2 separate regions of the Mus musculus genome follow, and region 2 is linked to region 1. Evidence: chromatin contacts called from public ChIA-PET data. All regions are on one chromosome and are shown on one strand. Each heading gives the region's core, a stretch centred on a gene start, on an enhancer-like site or on the middle of the called end of the contact. The rest is flanking DNA. Distances are from core to core; before and after follow the strand shown. Region 1 holds the start of Carf (calcium response factor). Region 2 holds the start of Cd28 (CD28 antigen).

Evidence for each region. ChIA-PET counts read pairs in DNA pulled down with a chosen protein or histone mark.
Region 2: a contact with region 1 is called in an RNA polymerase II ChIA-PET map of memory CD8 T cells, with 86 read pairs. The contact joins the promoter of Cd28 here to the promoter of Carf in region 1. A contact is called at or near these places in 4 of 115 datasets of contacts at active chromatin or transcription factors (double positive thymocytes, effector CD8 T cells, extraembryonic endoderm stem cells and 1 more).

The regions. Positions count from the first base shown.
Region 1 is chr1:60,096,094-60,100,051 of GRCm38.p6, forward strand. It overlaps Carf (calcium response factor), which reads left to right and starts at 2,154. Exons shown (of 16, transcript NM_139150.5): 1 at 2,154-2,214. It overlaps Wdr12 (WD repeat domain 12), which reads right to left and starts at 1,814. Exons shown (of 13, transcript NM_021312.5): 1 at 1,414-1,814. The coding sequence starts at 1,454.
Region 2 is chr1:60,744,600-60,748,557 of GRCm38.p6, forward strand. Cd28 (CD28 antigen) reads left to right here and starts at 1,789. Exons shown (of 4, transcript NM_007642.4): 1 at 1,789-1,929. The coding sequence starts at 1,875.

The DNA of each region.
Region 1 (3,958 bases), core at 904-3,403:
GGAACAATTCTAGGACAGCCAGGTCTACACAAAGAAACCCTGTCTTGAAAAACCAAAAATACAACAAAAAAAGGGGGTGGGGGTGGTGGTTTTTTCCAAAAAGGATTGTGTGAATGTTTATACAACTCTATTAGTATGATGCACCTGAATTCTATACATTATGTATATATATATATATATATATATATATACACACACACACACACACACACATATATATATATATATATATTTTTTTTTTTTTTTTTTTTTTTTGGTTTTTCGAGACAGGGTTTTTCTGTATAGCCCTGGCTGTCCTGGAACTCACTTTGTAGACCAGGCTGGCCTCCAACTCAGAAATCCACCTGCCTCTGCCTGCCGAGTCGTGGAATTAAAGGCGAGCGCCATTATACATGTATCACCAGCAACGTTGACATCTATATGACTTATTAATATATAGACACAGAAGTACACACATACAAATATATACACACAGTCCTTGTTTTATCAACTAGAGAGAAGCCAAGGTCCTCTGAAATGAGGAAATTCCCTTATAGTGGTTGTCTGCAGGCAAGTCTGCGGGAACATTTTCTGGACTAATAACTGATGTAGGAGGAACCAGCCCACTGAGTAGAGCCACCCTGTATTTTAAAAGCAAACTTAGCTAGCTAGCCATTGGGAGAGCAAATGCAGCTTGCCCCCACCCCCACCCCTCACCTCTGGTTTCTGCTTCAGTTCCTGCCAGGAGTTCCTCCTATCTTGGCCTCCTCTGAGATGACTGTAACCCTTTCCTCCCCAAATTGCTTTTTGTCAGTGTTTTATCACAACAAGAGAAACCTAAGTTGGACACACTCACACAAAATACACCTAATCAAATCGGACACTGAATTGGCTTCATTCTAATTAAAAAAACAGCTCTACAAACTCCATAGCCAGTTTCTAGTCTGTTTGGGGGGGGGGGGGGGATGAAGTTGTGCTTTCAGAAACCACGAGACACCGTTAACGGACAAGCCTGTTCAACTCTCAAATTACTGACATGATGTGTGCAGCATGCAGAAAGCAAACGTGAAGCCCTGGTCCTCCACACACGTCAAATTATGAAAAGCTCATGAAAGTGGGTAGAAAACGGAGATTTAAGAAGACGTGAACACCGCTTCCAAATGAGACAGGGCAGAAGTGCGGGGCACGTGAAGGGGAAGGCGAATGAAGTCTTTTTTATTTTTTTCTATCAGTCAGCTTATCTTATTTGCAATAAATTCTTTTAATTGTAGCCATTATAATTATTAAAGTTCTTTCAACTTTGATTTACTAAAACCTTGTCCGTTTCTTCTTTAATGTATATCCCCAGTCAAAACAGCAAGGATCAAATCGAAGGAGTCTTCAAACGAGATCGGCTCCTGGAAGACAGGGACAGAAGCTGGAACCCTTACTTACTTCTTGTTCTCGCTGTAGAAACGTGCCTGGAGTTGTGCCATGGCTGAATATACACACGAGACTTCTCCACGAAAATGTGTGCGTTGATAATCAAGCAGCTCTAAGGTAGACTGCGCCGCAAGCGCAGCAGGAGCTAGGCTTCAGTTAGCTCCCTCAGGTTCCTACAGAACATACCACGAGGTTCGATTTCCACCAGCGCCCAGCCCGCACACATCAAGTACCTATTCCGAGATTTAGGAAACATCGATTAGTCAAGCGTAGTCCTAAAAGCATCCAGTCCCCTTAAGACTTTTGTTTCTTATCTATCTAGATTCGTAATCTATTAGGAAAATAAAGAAAATAACTAGCTTGAGCCAAATTTTAAGCGTGTCTTTAGACCCAGACCCTTTAGACTCAGCGCTCAGATACTACAAACCCCAGAAGGGAGCGCGTTTCAGACCCTCTGAACACTGGGAGTTGTAGGCTTTATTTATTTTGCCACACCGCATTTAGGGTCTCATATCTGCTTTTAATACTCCTTTCTCCGGGCAGATATTACACTTCCTGCTTCTTTATTCTGAGTGACAAAGGTCCCATCTGTTCGTCTTGTGTGCACTGTTCCAACAGCCAAATTCGGCCGAGACCATGTGTTCTTACCTCTGGCTTCAGAGCGGAAACTCGGGAAAGGAGAACGAGTCGGAAGGGAACTGGGCGACGGTGGCTGAGAAGGGTCTAATCTGATGGACCTGCGCTGCGCCTCCAGGAGGGGTGCGCCTGCGCATTGTGCTGGTCTCCACGGCGCGGCCTCGGAGCCAAGACGAGGTTGAGTAGTCTCGTTTTGAATTTTCTCCCTTCTGCTTACGGCGGACTCCCCTCTCGCGTTGTGGGGCTCGCTGCGGCGGCAGGGTTGGGGGAGCCGGAGGCCTGGCAGAGCTGTCTGTGCCCAGCGACCGGACGCTCCCTCCCAACCTCCCTTCGTCCCCCTGCCGCCTCCTCCCGTCACCTCCTGACCCTCCCGGGCTGGGAGCAACCGCCGGCCCCCGCCCCCGGCCGTCGCCGGACGCCGCTGTGCGCTGTCCCTGCGCCCTCGTCCGCCTCCACGGCGGCTCCTTCGCCGTGGGCCCGGGAGGGGCCCCGCGGCCGGGAGAAGGCAGGCTGCCGCAGGGGGAGGCGAGGTGTCTGTCCCGCAGAGGGTGCGGAGCCCGAGAACGCACCACCGCCACGGAGCATCCGAGTCCTGGGCCGGAGCGCCCGCCCGAGAGGGGCCTCTCCCCTCCTTTCCGAGTCTGACGTTTAGAAAAGTGTCCTCTGCACCTTCTCCCCTGCTTTCGGGCTTCTTTTATTATTATTATTATTATTAATTATTAATTATTTTTTTAATCTTGATGTCACTCAAAGGCTTGTCTCGGTCTCAATGGTCTCGATTATTACTCTAGTTATTTTCCTGAGTGGAGAATAGATGGGGGCTATTACTCTTAAGATCCCAAAGTCACTTTTTTAAGGCATTCGTCTGAAAACCTCCGGGGGTAGGGTGGGGTACAGGGACACACTACTCTGAGACAGCAATTTAGAGTCAGGCAGAACTGGATTGCAAAATGTGTTGGCTTAGCGGTATGAGTGAACCAGTGAATATGGTGAGAGGTTTTCTATATGTCGCCTAATTAAATTTAAATCCGTAGAAAACTAGAAGTTATCTAGTCAGTTGGAGGCGAAAACAATCATTTGTTAAGTGGACAACGACCCAAAAAGCATGACTGTTCTCAGTTTATTCATTTTACAGAATTGCATGCCCCATTACAGGAATGCCTGAATTTGATTCTACCTGTTACTTAACCTCTGTGCCACACTAAGATTAGCTGTGACAATTTAATGTCGCATAAGAAGCACTCAGAAAATGTTAACTATTTTTCTCATAAGAGCTACCAATAGAAGTTTTTACCACTGATGTAGGTGGAGGCATAAAATGAGAAAAACCTCTGCCCAAAATACAGGGAAAAAAAATTTCCTTGTTCAGATTGGGTTTGCTGATAACAGTGTTACCAGACGAATTAACTATTGAATTTTTACTGATAACATATAACTAATTAAAACATCATTTTAAACTTCCTTTAGTTTGGACTTAACAGATTAACAATACATTTGGAAGACAGTACATTTTTAAAATCTTAATTCGAGTGGAAAACTATGATTAGGAAGATATAGAACAGGAATTACTCAGAGTTCAGTTTGCAAAGCACACATCTTGAATTCACTAAAATATATTTTTATTTAGCTAAGGTATTTAGTTAAGGGAAGATAAGTGACTAAGAATACCTGGGACGAGCTTTTTTCAATAGTCACTTACATGTCTTAGCTGGTATGGCTTGCAGGCGTTACCTAGATAGCTAATGCTAGAGTGTTGGTTCTCTTAATTTTAGCTTATATCAACTGCAGACTTCTGGGATTCATTTATTGGGGTCCTCATGAAGACTCAGTGTTATCTGGAACAAGATTTCTTTTTCTTAACAGTCTCTTGGTGTTTGTTTATTTGTTTTTTGATATTAGGGATTTTTTTATTTGTTTGGTT
Region 2 (3,958 bases), core at 539-3,038, 650 kb after region 1:
ATTTCTAAGTGTTTCTCACCCATTTGAAATTCCTCTGTTGAGAATTCTCTGCTTAGACCTGTATCCCATTTTAAAGTTAAATTATTTAGTTTGCTGATGTCTAGTTTCTTGAGTTCTTTAAATATTTTGGATGTTAGCCCTCTGTCAGATGTGAATTTTGTGAAAATCTTTTTCTATTCTGTATACTGCCATTGAGAGAGAAGTCAGCTACACAAAGACAAGTATCACATAATTTCATCCAATTGAAGATAAAAAAACAAACAAACAAACCAAAACAAAACAAAAAAACATTCATTGCCTAGAATCAGAGAGTAGAATCGGGTATTATGGTCCACATCTATAATACTAGCATTTAAGAGGTTGTGTCAAGAGGATTACAAGTTTGAGGCCAGCCTGATCTACAGAGCGAGTTCCAGGACAGCCAGGACTACACAAAGAAACCCTGTCTCGAAAAATAAAATATGTATATATGCCTATAAAACATCATATGGTATTTGACTGATACGTTTAATATTTAAGTTTTATATACCAGCTAAAATGTAATAAAAATATTTATATCATATATGGATGCCTTAGAAATTAACAATTGATAACATATCTATTGAAAACTATAAACAAAACAACATGGAAAGTAATGGCTCAAATATTAAGTATTTTTATAATTCGGTAAGAATATAGGTAAACCTTGACTTTATGCTTATATTTTTTTCTAAATTTTTTTACGTATGCAATATAGCTCACTTTTGTATTCAGAATAAAAAATATAAATCATTCTTTTAAATATACACAAAATCACAAATGAGGCTGGTTTCACAAAGCTCAGATTATCAGAAAAGAAAGAAAAAAAATCACCAAGAAAGTTTTGAGAAAGCTAATGTGTATGAGATACATATAACCACAAACTCCGATGATTATAGCTTCTATAAGAGTCAGACTATCAGGGAAGCTGTTGAGTACAGATGCTGACCAGGGGGATCCAGGATGGCTCTAGAAGAGGAATGTGGAGCTGGCCATGCTGGTGGGCTAGCCCTGTCTACAGAAGGCCCAGGAGTTGGGGAGAGGTGTGGAGAGCTGGTTACAAAGGCCCCGGGTGTCTCTGTGGTGAATCTTCCAATGGTCTGCTGTTTGAAATGTTTCTTTGAGGGACATAGGGAACATGAGGTAGCAAGGGTGTTTCGTTTACCTCCTGTTTCCCTAAGAAAATATGGTGTTTTTATGACTTCCTCTTTGCTCTGGAAATTTCTGCAGCTGCTCAGATGCCTGGGTGCTTGCCAAGTGTGTACTTGGAAGCGGTTTTCAAAATTGGTAGAAGTGAGTTATACATACACTCCATAGGATCGCCTTAAGATTATTTCAAACTTCAATCTCATAACGTTTATGCAGAATTTAAACACGTGCATAGAAATCTCTCAGCTTCCCACACAGCCTTGTATTTTGGATTCGTCTGTAAGAGTTTGTCTTCTGAGAGAGGTTTTTCTCTCTTCTTTAGAATGCCTTGTTTGTCTGCTTTTGTTGTTGCTGGGCCCTAAGCGCCCACATTTCACAGCTCCGATGCTCATCAGCATGACTCTCCTGAGCACATTATCTGGTGGTGGCTGACACTCTCTTCAGTACCCCCCCCCCCCGCCTCCCAAAAAAGAAAAAAGAAAAAAAGGACTGGTTGCTAAAAGAAGTAAAAGTCAAGTCATCAAAAACAATGTAATATCCTGTGTGAAAGTCACGAAGCCTTGTGGTTTGAGTCCCTTGATCATGTGCCCTGTAAAGTGGCCCTGGATGGCAGAGAGTCATAGACCTTGGCAGATGTGACTTCAGTTCACACCACACTCTGCCTTGCTCACAGAGGAGGGGCTGCAGCCCTGGCCCTCATCAGAACAATGACACTCAGGCTGCTGTTCTTGGCTCTCAACTTCTTCTCAGTTCAAGTAACAGGTAAGCAATTTTGATACCATTTTTCCCCCTGTTTTCATTTGTGTTCTCATGACCAGCATGGTTTATTTTAAAACTGTAGTGACCTGTGAAACTTGAATGCATTTAGAGTTTTGTGCTAATTTGACAAGCTACTATTTAGAAACTAGCTAATTCTCATAATACAGCAAATAGAACTTTAACACAAGTTCTTTGGGAAGAAGTAACATTTTATTTAACAACTAGTCCCAAGAACTTTTATATTCAGAATTTTATTTATTGTTTTGTTTTGAGATAGGGTTTCTCTGTATAGCCCTGGCTGTCCTGGAACTCACTTTGTAGACCAGGCTGTCCTCGAATTCAGAGATTTAACTGCCTCTGCCTCCTGAGTACAAGGATTAAAGGCATGTGACACCACCGCCCAGTCAGGATTCTACTTTTTACATCCTATAAAACTGTGATAAGTAAGAGAGTAGGTAAATTCTAGAGGTCTTGGATTAGATTGCCTGGGCTCATATCTCAATTCTCCCTAGTGGCGTTTGGAGCAGGATTTACTACCTAAATCTCTGTAAAACGGGACCCTAAATGAGCATCACCTCAATTTCATTGTGAGATAAAATGAAATAGACATTGTGGAGGTCTTAGTTCAGGCTTGAGCAGTAAACATGGTGTTCATGTAAGTAGTATGTCTACCTGAATTCAGCGAGTGCCAAGAAGAATCCTGAAGTAAGCACAAAAGCTGGTATAGACACCAGTAAGTTTCCTTTTACTGTTGGTTGAAATATGTTTATTTAGGTTAAAATCCTTCAAGTTCCCAATAGCAATGGCAAGGAGGCTATATATTTATCAATTAGAAAGTTCTTACCCTAAACAACCTTTGGTTCTCATGAGTAAGAGCTATTTATTGTCATAAACTCCATTCCAAATGAAGAGACCATTGGAAGGAGGCCATCTATTGAAGAGAATGTTCAATAATTTCTCCAGAGGATGCAGGTCTCCAGTATTTGGCAACACATATTTACAGCTAAAGAATCTTTAAAATTTATGTTTAAAGGTTTCTGTATATCATGTTTAAGGGATCTTAACTTTCTTTTAAAGGAATACTTAAGACACCTTAATTTACTAGATAGTAAAGCCTTACCCTTGTTGAAAGTCATGCAACATTAGTGATTTTACACAGAATGCTTTTCTGATGCCCTCTGTGGACAGCCATTTGTTATAAACTCATGTATTTTCTTTGGAAACTTTTTGGGTTGGACTCAAAGCTTTGTATGTTTCACTGTTTAGAATCTTTACAGGGGTTAGCTAAAAGAGAAGTTGGCAAGTTCACATGTGTGCAGGTCGTTAGTTTTATTTACCTTAAGATAGGTTTTGCTTCATAGATACCAATACATTTTCCTACTACGTCTTAGGATTTGATGCCAAGCAGCCATTGAAAAAGTAGGATGGGGTAGAGGTAGGAAGCTGAAGAGAAAGAAGTTAAAAGGAAAGGAAGATAATTGCAAATGCAAAGATGTGTGACCCATGGAAAAGGATGTGAAGCCTTTTGTATGCTTTTCATTTCTCTCTTCATGTCCACCATCTCACACAAGGAAACTCCCTGGTCAAATGTTACTGTCTTGGGCTGGGGATGTAGTACAGTTGGCATAGCACTTATCTATCGTACATGAAACCCTGGGTTTGATCACAGCACAGCATAAAACAGGCATGGTAGCACATTCCTATAATCCAGTAGAGGCAGGAGAATCAGAATGATCAAAGTTATCCTTGGCTACATAACAAGTATGAGGCTAACCTGGGCTACATGAGACATGTAACTGCATTAAAATGTGCCTGTGTGTTAGGGGCAGGTCTTTAGATTCATTAATTGAATAATTTTGACTCATTGGTTCACAGCATGCATTAATGCACTTACTTGATGATGCTTAAGTGCAACCTGATTCTCATGGCTTGAGTGATACAGCAGAAAGATCATTATGGCTCAATTAAAGAAGTCTGATACAGGAAGGGTTAGGAAGCTGTACCTTAGATGCTTCTTCTGCTAAAGTTACAT